Regions from separate parts of the Hordeum vulgare genome. Here region 2 is linked to region 1. Evidence: chromatin contacts called from public Hi-C data. All regions are on one chromosome and are shown on one strand. The core of a region is the stretch at or near the end of the contact, and the rest is flanking DNA. Distances in the headings are between cores, read along the strand shown. Region 1 has its middle 31 kb from the start of LOC123413945. Region 2 has its middle 13 kb from the start of LOC123444706.

What was found. Hi-C and Micro-C count contacts between places; a contact is called where the count stands out from the background.
Region 2: a Hi-C map of leaf shows a contact between it and region 1, with 2.5 times the contacts expected there. The contact joins two enhancer-like sites. A contact is called at or near these places in 2 of 6 Hi-C or Micro-C datasets (leaf and seedling).

The regions. Positions count from the first base shown.
Region 1 is chr1H:453,148,632-453,155,591 of MorexV3_pseudomolecules_assembly, forward strand. No RefSeq gene overlaps it. Among protein-coding and RNA genes, the nearest start is that of LOC123413945, 31 kb to the right of the region's middle. Within about 2 kb of position 2,785, at least 2 of the 3 cell types and tissues checked have open chromatin away from gene starts, as enhancers often do. A contact at or near this core is called in leaf, where this site is marked.
Region 2 is chr1H:453,899,480-453,906,439 of MorexV3_pseudomolecules_assembly, forward strand. No RefSeq gene overlaps it. Among protein-coding and RNA genes, the nearest start is that of LOC123444706, 13 kb to the right of the region's middle. Within about 2 kb of position 3,107, at least 2 of the 3 cell types and tissues checked have open chromatin away from gene starts, as enhancers often do. A contact at or near this core is called in leaf, where this site is marked.

The DNA of each region.
Region 1 (6,960 bases), core at 1,535-4,034:
GGTTTATAAAATGTGAAAAATGTACAAAATATATTACCAATAAAATAATATAAAATCAGTACTGAAAATGTTACTATGGATTCGGAAAACTGTACAAGAAATCTATTTTAAACAAATATATACATCATGTATTAGAAAACGTCCAACATTTATCAAAACAATTTTTCACATGTGCTATAAAAATGTACACTTTGTATTGCAAAGAAAGTAAGAATGTCTTAAAAAATAAAAGAGATAAAAGGCAATAAAAATAATATAAAATAGAATAAATAAGAAAATAAATAAAATAAAAACGAATAAAAAACAAGAGTATCACTAAGAAAGAATAACAAAAAAACCGAAGAAAAATATTAAAGACTACCGGAGTAAAATGATGAGAAAAGAGTGAAAAAATAATATCAGAGGAAAAAATAAATGAAAAAGAAACTGAACGCAAAGAAAACCGGGAAGATGTGAACCTACAGCTGACAGCGATCAACCACACTAATGGACCGGGCGCTAGCCGTGGCCCGTAGATGGTAAGGGCGGCATATAGCTCTAGCGACCGGGAAGAGTACAGATCGGTTTCCACTCTGGCTCGCATGACCATTTTACAGCATTTTTTTTTTTAATTCTGTTTATCCCTTTTCAGTTTTTCCTGGTTTTCAGCTTCTTTAACATTTTCAAATTCATGATTTCTTTTCAATTCATGGAAAATTTTGAATCCACGGACAATTTTAAACCCTTGAACATTTTTTAGTTGTCAAACATTTAGTTGTTTCCGCAAACATTCTTGGTAAAAAGATAGGGGCTGGTTTTTGAACCATGTGATTATAGGAAGGCTCCATTGGTTTCTTTTGTTTGTCCCATCATTTTTTGCTTATTCTCTGTTTTCTGTTATTCTATTGGTTCACGTTTTTATTTATGTTGATCTTTTCTATTTGTGTTCCCCTTTTTTCCTGTCCTTGATCTTTTTTGAAATTTGTGAACATTCAATAAAATTTTGGATTATTTTCATTCTGTTAAGATTTTTCAAATTCCCAAACCCTTTTTTAAAATCAAATTCATGAACTTTTTAAATATTTGTGCATAATTTCAAATTAGTGAATAATATTTCAAATTCTTTGTCATTTTTAGTCTCACATTTGTTTTTCATATTGATGAACATTTCACATGGAAAACTTCAAATTTGTAATTTTTTCTTAATTTGCGAACCTTCATGAACTCATGAACATTTTGCAAATTAATGATTTTGTTAAATTTTGAACTTCTCACATCCATGAAGATTTATTCACAAACATTTTCTACATTCATGAAGATTTTCAGACCCATCAACATTTTCTCAAGCTCATGGACATTTTTGAACTTAAATTCATGATTTGTTTTTGAAATCATGATGTTTTTTGAATTCGTATTTTTCTGAATTCGTGTTATTTAGTATTAATTTATGAACATTTTTCCAATTTTGAACCTTTTTTGACCCCGAGAAATGACAGTGTTGGCAATAGCTTTGATATACTTTACTCTGCTCAGAAATGAACATTGGGAATTTGGGATATACACTTAGCATATGCTATGTTGTTTCTACTGTGTTCAAATGACTCATAAAAAATATTTGAAAATAATACCATGTTGAAAATATTAATGTATATAGAAGGATACTTATAAAAGACAATAAACCTTTCGGCATCTGCAATGGCCTGTCTGTCTATGTTTGTTAAATGATTTAAGTATATACGTTCATGGCAGTCTCAACCAATGTGAAACCACGTGATCGTGGGTGTGGCTGAAGCATCTACCCACGACCTGATCTGTTGAGCCAGACAAACGCCATGATGCCAAGTGCCAATCCGAATAATGCACGTGTAGTGGCACGTTGCTGACGATGGGCGTGCTTACGGCAGACACCTGACGTTGCAGCTGCATGATAGCCGGCCATCGCCCTAATTTTATTTTTGATTGGCCTTTCAACTTTGTTATCTTATACAGTACGTACTTGTTTTCAGATCAGGTTGCCGTCGCATGGAGCTCGCAGTTGACCATGCAATATTCTATAATACCGCGTATCATGCATCCTGCACACGTAGAGTATGCAATCACAAGTGTCATGCTTAATTAGTTGTATCGGTGATTATCGTGAGATGCAGGGTCTTACATGTACCGCACACTGGTTCTGCGAACAACATACACTAGCCAGGCTTCTCCAGAGGAGAGATTAACAAGAATATAGTACCCCATGTCTACGCACCTAATCACGCCATTAACCCAGCGTCACTGATGTAGTCGTCATGTGCTTGTGCCAGGAACGATCTTGGATAAACTAATATGCACGGAGCGTCAGGATAGATAACGATTTTTTTAATTTTTTTTGTAAATGGAGGCAAAAGATTTGACCGGAATCATGGCCATACGGATGGTTAACGTCAGTACAACATGTGGATGATGATCCGAATCGAGCCCCCTCTTCTGGAAATCCAAGAGCACCGATTCATTTGCCCAGTTTCGCATGTTTCAGGATTGATGTTCATATTTTAATTCACTGGCCGGCGGAATTTTAGATTTTCTTGGAGGTTGACGTGGAGGCAGGAGGTTGGTGGTGACTTGCAGAAGAAAAAGGTCAGGGAGGAAAGAAGGCAGAGCATGGGCGAGAGACAAGAGAGACTATTTCATTTCATATGTTTTTTAATCCAGACGACTACATAATCTCGAGCTTATAAAACCTCACTCACTCACCCACTTAGTGCATTATGCGGCCCATGGCCCGACTTACTACAATGGCCCATACTTCTGAGTACAGACCACATCGACGACAATGCCCCACTCGGCCGTACTACTCTTTCGCGTGACAAAGTAGGGGCGGTGACGGTGCCCTCTCCTTGAGAAGCTGCTTGCCTCCAAGTAGCTGCCCGTGGAAACCTTTTCTGTTATGTTGTGTAATCTTTTCAGGTGGCGAATTCTGCATGCAGATCAGACCAACGAATCAACACCTAAAGGAGAGCAGTGTTACCTTGTTTGACCAGCCGTCGGTCCCGGATTTTGGACGGAGTTAAATCTTCATTGTCTAGACGAGGCAGTTTGGGAAAATTGTGTGATCACACACTTGCTGATTCAGCTGCGAGACATGAAACACCGGATGAATTTGAGTGTCGTGTTGGTCCTATCTTCTACAAATCTGAAATGGCCCAAAATATTTGAAAGCCAGCTTAGGGCAGGGTCGATTGAACAGAGACAGTTGACCATACGGTTGTAATTTAAGAAAAACAAATTCCCCAAGAGCAAAGTCTCATGGATCTGTGCTTGTGAGCATCTGACTTGAATTTCCGCTGAGCTCTCTCGAGATGGTGTTTCAAGTGTTCGTCATAAGCCTGGCTGTTCCTACAACCACTATTGAACATCGGGAGAAGCATCTTGTTGGGTAACGTAGCATAAATTTAAAAAAATTCCTACGCATATTCAGATCTTCCTATGGAGAGACCATCAACGAGAGAGGGGTGAGTGCATCTTCATACCTTTGAAGATCGCTAAGCGGAAGCGTTACTAGAACGCGGTTGATGGAGTCGTACTCGCGGCGATTCAGATCGCGGTGTGATTACGATCTAGTGCCGGACTACGACACCTCCGCGTTCAACACACATGCAGCCCGGTGACGTCTCCCGCACCTTGATCCAGCAAGGAGGAGGGAGAGGTTGGGGAAGATCTCCAGCAGCACTACGACATGGTGTCGATGGAGAGACGAGGTCTCCCGGCAGGGCTTCGCCAAGCACCGGCAGAGAGGAGGAAAAAGAAGAGCAGGGCTGCGCCGAGGGAGAGGGAAAACTGTGTCTCCAAAAGCCCAAAAGTGCCCACTATATATAGGAGGAGGGGAGGGGGGCTGCCACCCCAAGGGTTCCCACCCTAGGTGGTGCGACAGCACCCCCAGATGGGAGGTGCGGCGGCCAAGGCAAGGGGAGGGGGTGGCGCACCCCTAGGTGGGCCTTAGGCCCACCAGCGCCTAGGGTTTCCCCCCTCTCCACCTCCTGCGCCTTGGGCTGAGTGTGGGGGGCGCACCAGCCCACCTAGGGGTTGGTTCCCTCCCGCACTTGGCCCATCTAGCCTCCCGGGGTCGTTGCCCCCTTCCGGTGGACCCCCGGGGCCACCTCCGGTGGTCCCGGTGGTCCCGGTACGTTACCGCTGACGCCCGAAACACTTCCGGTGTCCGAAACCATCCGTCCTATATACCAATATTTACCTCCGGACCATCATTGAAAAACACTTCCGGTGTCCGAAACACTTCTCCAAGGTCCTTCATTGAAAAACTCTTGTTCAAATAGGCCTTTATGCTCTCCAACATCTCTATATTATTCCCCATCAATAATATGTCATCCACATACAGTATGAGGAAAGCTACAGAGCTCCCACTCACTTTCTTGTACACACAGGCTTCTCCGTAAACCTGTATGAACCCAAACGCTTTAATCACCTCATTAAAGCGAATCTTCCAACTCCGAGATGCTTGCACCAGCCCATAGATGGAGCGCTGGAGCTTGCACACTTTGTTAGCACCCTTAGGGTCGACAAAACCTTCTGGTTGCATCATATACAACTCTTCCTTAAGGTTCCCGTTAAGGAACGTTGTTTTGACGTCCATTTGCCAAATTTCATAATCATAAAAGGGGGCAATTGCTAACATGATTCATACTGACTTCAGCTTCGCTACGGGAGAGAAAGTCTCTTCGTAGTCAATTCCTTGAATTTGTCGAAAACCCTTTGCGACAAGTCGAGCTTTATAAACGGTTACATTACCGTTTGCATCAGTCTTCTTCTTGAAGATCCATTTATTTTCTATGGCTCGTCGGTCATCGGGCAAGTCCACCAAAGTCCATACTTTGTTCTCATACATGGATCCTATCTCGGATTTCATAGCTTCAAGCCATTTGTTGGAATCCGGGCCCGCCATCGCTTCTTCATAGTTCGAAGGTTCACCGTTGTCTAACAACATGATTTCCATCAGAGGGTTGCCGTACCACTCTGGTGCGCATCGTACCCTTGTGGACCTTCGCGGCTCAGTAGTAACTTTATCCGAAGCTTCATGATCATTATCATTAACTTCCTCTTCAGTTGGTGTAGGCGCCACAGGAACAACTTCCCACGCTGCGTTACTTTCCTGTTCGAGAGGGGGTGTAATTACCTCATCAAGTTCTACCTTCCTCCCACTTACATCTTTTGAGAGAAACTCTTTCTCTAGAAAGGATCCGTTCTTGGCAACAAAGGTTTTACCTTCAGATCTAAGATAGAAGGTATACCCAATAGTTTCCTTAGGGTATCCTATGAATACGCATTTCTCCACTTTGGGTTCGAGATTTTCTGGTTGAAGTTTCTTCACATAAGCATCGCAGCCCCAAACTTTAAGAAACGACAACTTAGGTTTCTTGCCAAACCATAGTTCATACGGTGTCGTCTCAACGGATTTGGACGGTGCCCTATTTAAAGTGAATGCTGCAGTTTCTAATGCGTATCCCCAAAATGATAGCGGTAAGTCGGTAAGAGACATCATAGATCGTACCATATCTAATAAAGTACGATTACGACGTTCACACACTCCGTTGCGTTGCGGTGTGCCAGGCGGCATCAGTTGTGAAATGATTCCACACTTCCTTAGGTGTGTGCCAGACTCGTGACTCAAATATTCTCCTCCACGATCAGCTCGTAGACATTTAATTTTTCTGTCACGCTGATTCTCAACCTCACTCCGAAATTCCTTGAACTTTTCAAACATCTCAGATTTGTGCTTCATCAAGTAGATATACCCATACCTACTCAAATCATCAGTGAGAGTGAGAACATAACGATAGCCACTGCGAGCTTCAACGTTCATTGGACCACACACATCAGTATGTATTATTTCCAATAAGTCGGTTGCTCTCTCCATTATTCCTGAGAATGGAGTCTTAGTCATCTTTCCCATGAGGCACGGTTCGCATGTGTCAAATGATTCAAAGTCAAGAGACTCTAATAGTCCATCAGTATCGAGCTTCTTCATGCGCTTAACGCCGATATGACCAAGGCGGCAGTGCCACAAGTATGTGGGACTATCATTATCAACTTTACATCTTTTGGTACTCACACTATGAATATGTGTAACATCACGATCGAGATTCATCAAGAATAAACCATTCACCAGCGGAGCATGACTATAAAACATATCACTCATATAAATAGAACAACCATTATTCTCTGACTTAAATGAGTAGCCGTCTCGCATTAAGCAAGACCCTGATACAATATTCATGCTCAAAGCTGGTACTAAATAAAAATTATTAAGGTTTAAAACTAATCCCGATGGTAGATGTAGACGTAGCGTGCCGACGGCGATCACATCGACCTTGGAGCCATTCCCGACGCGCATCGTCACCTCGTCCTTGGCCAGTCTCCGCTTATTCCGCAGTTCCTGCTTTGAGTTGCAAATGTGAGCAACATCACCGGTATCAAATACCCAGGAGCTACTACGAGCGCTGGTAAGGTACACATCAATAACATGTATATCACATATACCTTTAACGTTGCCGGCCTTCTTGTCCGCTAAGTATTCGGGGCAGTTCCGCTTCCAGTGACCCTTTCCCTTGCAATAGAAGCACTCAGTCTCAAGCTTGGGTCCATTCTTTTTCTTCTTCCCGGCATCTGGCTTACCGGGCGCGGCAACGGCTTTGCCGTCTTTCTTGAAGTTCTTCTTACCCTTGCCCTTCTTGAAACTAGTGGTCTTGTTGACCATCAACACTTGATGCTCTTTCTTGATTTCTACTTCTGCAGACTTGAGCATCGAGTACAACTCGGGAATGGTCTTCTCCATCCCTTGCATGTTGTAGTTCAGCACAAAACCTTTGTAGCTTGGTGGGAGAGACTAGATGATTCTGTCAATTATAGCTTCATCCGGAAGTTCGACTCCAAGTGAAGTCAGACGACCGTGTAACCCAGACATTTTGAGTATGTGCTCACCGACATAAC
Region 2 (6,960 bases), core at 1,857-4,356, 750 kb after region 1:
TTGAAAGATAGGATCTGAAACCCACTCAATTCATGAAAACATAATAGGTTCAGATCATAAATCATGGCACTCGGGCCCTAGTGACAAGCATTAAGGACAGTATAGTCATAGCAACATCAATCTCAGAACATAGTGGATACTATTGATCAAGACCTAACAAATTAACACAATTAAATGATCAATATTATCCATCTCCATCTACCTATAGTATGCATACAATGAAATTACTAACTCCCTGTGGTGAGCATCATGAGGTCATCAATGAAGATTGCTTTATGATGACGATAGTGACGATTTGCCCTCTCCGGAGCCGAAAACAGGCTCCAGATCTGGCCTCCTGGAAAAGAACAAAATGTGGTGGTGGATCAATATTGTAAAACGCGATGAAAATTCTTCCCTTTTTTTGTGTGAGACGGTACTTATGGAGTTGGAAGCAGGTCGAACAAAGTTGTGAGTGGACCACAAGGGTAGGGGCATAGACTGCTCCCTTTTGGACGGCCTGTTGACCCCTTTTGGCAGGTCTTCTTTCGTTTTTTATTTATTCCATACAAAATCCTCGCCAAGTTTCGTCTAATTCTGAGAAATTTTATGTCTACACAAAGACAACACCATGGCCGTTCTATTGAAAACAATGTTAGTGTGAGTTAGTTTCATTCAAATTACCCAAATTAGGGTCCAAACAAAGAGAAAAATGTTTGAAAAAATAGGTACATTTCGGACGTCTCAAGCATCACAGAAACATAAGTTTCAAACACTATACCCTCCTTAGTAGTACGATGGTCGTGTGGCTTAATGTAGAGAAAAAGAACAACGAAAGAAAATGATATGCCTTTTCTTCTTCTTGATTCTTTGTGTCAACGGACAATCACCGAACTAATTGCTTTGTGTCAACAATTGTTTGGGCTCAATTTCATCACGCATAATCTGCAGTGATAATCTTTGCTAGTGTAGAGGAGATTATCTTTGGAATTTGCACCAAACTCCTTGTGACTCCTCGGGCCTATAATCACTACATGCACTGGCAAACACATTAGTCCCTCACTGTTTATCACAACAATCTGCAAAACAGAGTAGACAAATTATTGCACCAACACAAGTCATCCACATAACCACGGACACAAGATTTCGTAAAGATTTAACTCTGTAGGGGTGCACCAACAACCCATTATAGGCAATGTAGGAATGGAGTATAATGACCAGAAGAAGATGGATGGGAGATTAAAAATTCTTTCAAAAGTTAAATACTCTCAGAACAACACAACAAAATGAACTATCAGAAGCAGACCTACGAAGGAAATCTACTTGAAGTTGCGAGAATAACTAGACATATTACTATAAGATTTTCATCAAAACAGAACTAAGAAGAATGTATAAGTAGCAGAAGATGAATATCAGGCAGACAAACAAAGAGACAATCTTTGGCATAGTGAGAGGTGACACAAAACAAAACATTGTATGTTCACACATGAAATAGCACAAGAGAATGAACAGACAAAGTCTCCAAGAACAACAAATGAGAAATAACTCAACCGAAATTAAATTACTCAAGTTAATGCGGAATGAGAAATAGTGAGTGGTGCTTGATACGTCTCCAATGTATCTATAATTTTTTATTGTTCCATGCTATTATATTATATGTTTTGGATGTTTTATATGCATTAATATATTGTTTTACATTATTTTTGGGACTAACCTATTAACCAAGAGCCTAGTGCCAGTTTCTGTTTTTTCCACGTTTGTGAATATTGCACATAAGGAATATTAAACGGAGTCCACACGGAATAAAATCTTAGAAAAGATTTTTTCTGGACCAGAAGACAAACAACAGACTTGGAGTAGGGGGCAAGGAAGTTGTCGGGAGGCCACAAGCCTGCAGGGCGTGCCCTGGGGGTGGCCGCGCCCCGTGTCTTGTGGGCCCCCTACAGGTCTCCTAACCATAATTCTTGGCTTATAAATTCTCAAATATTCCAAAAACATCAAAAAGAGCCACGAGGATACTTTTACGCCGCCGGGAGCCTCTGTTCCCGAGAGATCCAATCTGGAAGCCTTTTTCGGTAATCTGCCGAAGAGGGAATTGATCACGGAGGGCATCTACATCAACTCCATTGCCCCTCCGATGATGTGTGAGTAGTTTCATCACAGACCTACGGGTCCATAGCTAGTAGCTAGATGACTTCTTCTCTCTCTTTGATCTTCAATACCATGTTCAGCGAGCGAATCAAACGGCAAAACGCCAAACTCGTACGTGGGCCGGCCCAACCAGAGCCAATCCTTAGCGAAAGCACACCGTTTTGACGCTAACGCGTGTCAAATAGGGTATGCCCTAGGTATGCGCAACTAGCAAGACATGGCGCAAATTCGCCGTTTCACACCGGAGACAAGTACATCTAATTAGTGGTTGGCCATTTAAGCCACGTAGCTACTACTTCTACAAGATTCTGGTTTAGAAACTTTCTAGAAGAATCCTTATTTTTTTTTATTTTGCTTTACCAGTTTATTTATATTTATATATTTCAACATTTTTTTCCTATTTTCTTTTTTTTCAAAAATTAAAAAATGCACATACATTTTGAAAATTGTTTGTGGTTCAAAAATTGTTCAACATATTGCAATTTCAAAAAAGGTTCAAGTTTCCAAAAAAATCACAATTCAAAAATATTTTCATTTAAGAAAATTCAAATTAGGTTTTCAGAATAATGGAAAACCATATTTACAAAAATGTTCACAGTTTAAAATAGTTTGCATTTTAGTAAAAAAATATACATTTAAAAAAAGTAAATAAATGTTTATATTTCCTAAAAAATACTTAATTTCAAAGAAATGTTTATGTTTCCTCTGTATGTTAGGAATTTAAACCTTCCAGTTTAAAAAATTATGCAGAATTTGAAAATACACTCAATTTTTTAAATGTTTGATTTTAGAATAATATATTTAAAAATAATATTCACTTATAAAAATGAATTATTCTTGTTTGCCGAAGAAAAAGATACAATACCGGCTCACTAAAGTAACGTGTTCTATTGAACTGGCTCCCTGCAGTAGGGGCAACTTCACTACATGGACCTGCCCAACCGGGGCTACCATGTGTGTAATGGCGCCAATTTAACACAAAGAGCGTGTGATAGGAGCTCCCATGCAAAGCAAATGGACACCTGCTCCCAGCAACGGCGTTGAAGGCAACTCGGCCAACAGACACAGTTTGATCTGTCTTGTGTCTGTTTGAGTCGATCGAAGGGGCGGTGTCCGGAAGAAATTGCACTGTACCTCATCGTGCAGATCCGCATCTACTCGTTGCAATCCTAATATTAGTCTCGCACTGTTTAATATAAAGAGTAAATCGTTTTGTTTCGAGAATACATAGCAATACAAATAGAAAGGGGTCCACACCTACAACTTTTTGTTGTTGTTGAGAGAGTAAGAAGAGAAGTATTGCATGCACAGAGATGCTCTCTCCAACTAAAACTTACATTTATTTTGCTTATATCATTTTAACAAAAAATCATTTGTGAAACAATTTACATATTTGAATTCATGGTTGATAGACCTTTAAAACAAGACCAGTTTTGAATATATTTTGAACGAGTTTAAAATATTAATTTAACACATCTCACATATGTCATGGTAATATATTTCACTCATAATAACATATTTCACTCATTTTAAAACAAATTTCACATATTTCAAAATATATTTCACTCATTTCATATAACATTTTTCATATAAAATATTTCATTAATTTCAAAAACAAAAATCATAATCACATACTCCACTCATTCAAAAAATATTTTCTAATAGCTCATTCATTTTAAATCAGATTCCACACTCTAAAACAGATTTCAGTTATTTTATATAACATATGTTACTCAAACATATTGCACTCATTTCAAAAGAGATTTCATAAATAACTTGTCTCACGCATTTTTAATCATATTTCATGATAACATATTTCACTTACTATGTCTTTCTTCATAATAACATATTCTAGAACCCACATTTCACATTTCACTATCTTGTCTGACAAAAAGAACATCCTTTTCAAATACATATTCACTATTTTAAAATAAATTGTTACACATTTACAAGTCACCAACTTCACAAGTCACACTTTACTAGTGAAATGGGTTTATTTCACATATGAAATGTGAAACCTTAAATTTGTTTGTGTTTGAAAACTATCCAAGATTGATCTAGCTTTGAAGGTCTTCGCACCATGAGTTTAAATATATAAATTATTTCACAAACAAAATTATATTTTAAAAGTTATGAGTGACTTAAATTTTCTAAGATTAAAAAGTCTCAATTTTTTAGGAGAGAGAGAAACAACAGTGTTGTGGCAAGCGCACTACACTGAAAAAAGTACTACGGGACTCATCAAACTCAGAGACTAAACAACAATAGTAGCAATTAAGATACCAATACACAGAATATACATATATGTGGACCATACCTAGTATGAATCACATAGAAAAACTAGTGGTCTGAGATATATACCGTTACCGCACAAAAAGAGTTTGCGCGGCGTCCTGTCTCGTTTGCGGATTTCATGGCAGTGCACCCAACCATGTGGCCCATTTGGTCTGCCAAGCTAGTTTTTGCCCAAGTTTTTGACATTGTATAAATACAAATAAAACGTCATATAGTTTCACAACACAATATATAATGTACAACCAAATAAAGATCTTACAATTTACAAGCAAATTAAAATATCATAGCTTACAACCAAATGAATTTAAGATTGGCACAAATACAAATAAAAAGATCTGATACATCTATTGGTTGATGAGTTCACATGCTCAACCAAATCATTTTGAAGTTGAATGTGACCCATCACGGATTTCATGATAAAGTTGGGTGAACTCTCCAATCAATGTTGGTCCCTGCTGAGTCTTGAGAAATCAAACTCATGTATTGTCCCTACCAAAAAACAGTCTTAAGAAATTAAACCCTTGTATTGTCCTTGCAAAAAAAATGGACAATTATTTCTCTTTCAGTGGGTACAATCTATACTATCGAGCATCCCCGAAAAAGCCTTTGGATTCATTGATCACCAATAATCGGGTTTTATGTGTTGCAGTTGGTTCACCCAAATACTCGGAGCCAAACACTACAACCACAAACTTTTAGAACCGGTACAATGATGCAAGGCATGTGTACTCACTCATGCGAACATACTCATCTCCAAGATCACTAGGAATTTCATATGCAAGCATCCGGATAGATGCAGTGCATTTCTGATAAGAGGAGAAGACAACCCTTCCGAGGGCATCATTCTTGCATCTAAAGTAACTGTCGTACTCGAGTACTCCATCCTGAATACAGCCGAACAAATGTCTCTCCATCTGGAAGTGTTATCGGAAAACCTTGGTATTCAAGAGCAGGGAGGGACATGCAATTGAAATAATCTCTAAAGAGTAGGAAATGGTCGCTCTCTCCATTGTCATTCAACGCCGAAGCATGGGCCGGGATTGACCCCCCTAAACATTGGTTGCATCCCTAGACTTGTGCTCATTGACGACCATAGTAGAAACCACAAAGTTCATATTGCCGGACAATGAATCGTTCGATGAATATATGACGTTGTTAAAAAAAGAAACTCATCGTCGATGTCAACCATGGTACCTTGTGGGTAAATGGCGGCCTGGGTGGTGTGGATGTGGTGGGAAGGTTCACGGGCGGAGCCACCTCCCGGCTAGCCTGGGCAGTTTCCCGAGCTCACTAGGTGCGCTACATGGTACGATGGAGCTATCAGAATGAGGAAAATACTCCACACACGGTAGTTTACCCGGGCAGTTGGCAGCTGGTCCAATGGGCTCTCCTTTCCTATCTAGTCAACAGTGCTAATTAATAAATTAATTAAGCACTTAATAGCCTAATGGGCCACGAGTGCCTACGTGAGAGAAGCGGTTTCTTTTTTTACCCCGTTCCAATTAAGGTCTATTTATGTACCGTTTGATGATTGTTGCTTTGTATATAAAGTAGAGTGTGAGCTTGTTTCAAGAGAGAAATTGGTCATTTAGGATGATTACCAGTTGATGAGCTTCGTCCTTTGTTTAGGGGGTTTGGTTTAGATAGTTGGTGTTAATTTTATTTTATTTTTAATTATTAACTTTGAGAGTTGGGGAGGTTTTTGGCACTGAAAATGCAATGGTGTGCAACCAAAAACATAAGTAGAGCCACGTCCACTATCCTATTGCCACGTGAATTTATTTAGCATACTATGGCATGTTTCATGTGAACATCTCCATTATTTCAAGATCTCTATTTTGAATATATTCACAAATCAAAGTACTTAATTTATATGAATTACAAATCCATTTTTTCATCTTATAGTGCCTTTTAGGACATTTGGATGGTGATTTTGGGTAGCTATGTTTTTGTCGGCAATATGATCAGTTCGGTTCTATGACTTGGTTGTCAAGTCTCCATTTAATTTTGTCCTATGAAACTAAATAAATATATACTATATTATCTCACTCTGAAATTATCTGTGTATGATTCCTATGGTTATATTTTCACTACATCATTAACTTAGATTTTTGGTTCAAAATTTTGATGCTATTTTGTATGTTGTGTATCCAAAACCCAATTTTGTTTTCTAGACACTCGGCCTCAAGTTTGCCGAGGCTTCACAAAAATTCTCGCTCCGTCACTGGGAAGGTTAGTGGTTGCGGCGGTGGCGCGTGGGTATTGTGGTCATAGCCGGAACTGGGTGGCAATGACGGGGGTGGTGAGGGAGGAGGGTCGAGTGAGGAGGACGAGGAGGGAGAAGGGTCGAGGAGGACGAGGGGGTGGTGAGGGAGGAGGGTCGAGTGAGGAGGACGAGGAGGGAGAAGGGTCGAGGAGGACGAGGGGGTGGTGAGGGAGGAGGGTCGAGTGAGGAGGACGAGGAGGGAGAAGGGTCGAGGAGGACAAGGGGGTGGTGAGGGAGGAGGGTCGAGTGAGGAGGACGAGGAGGGAGAA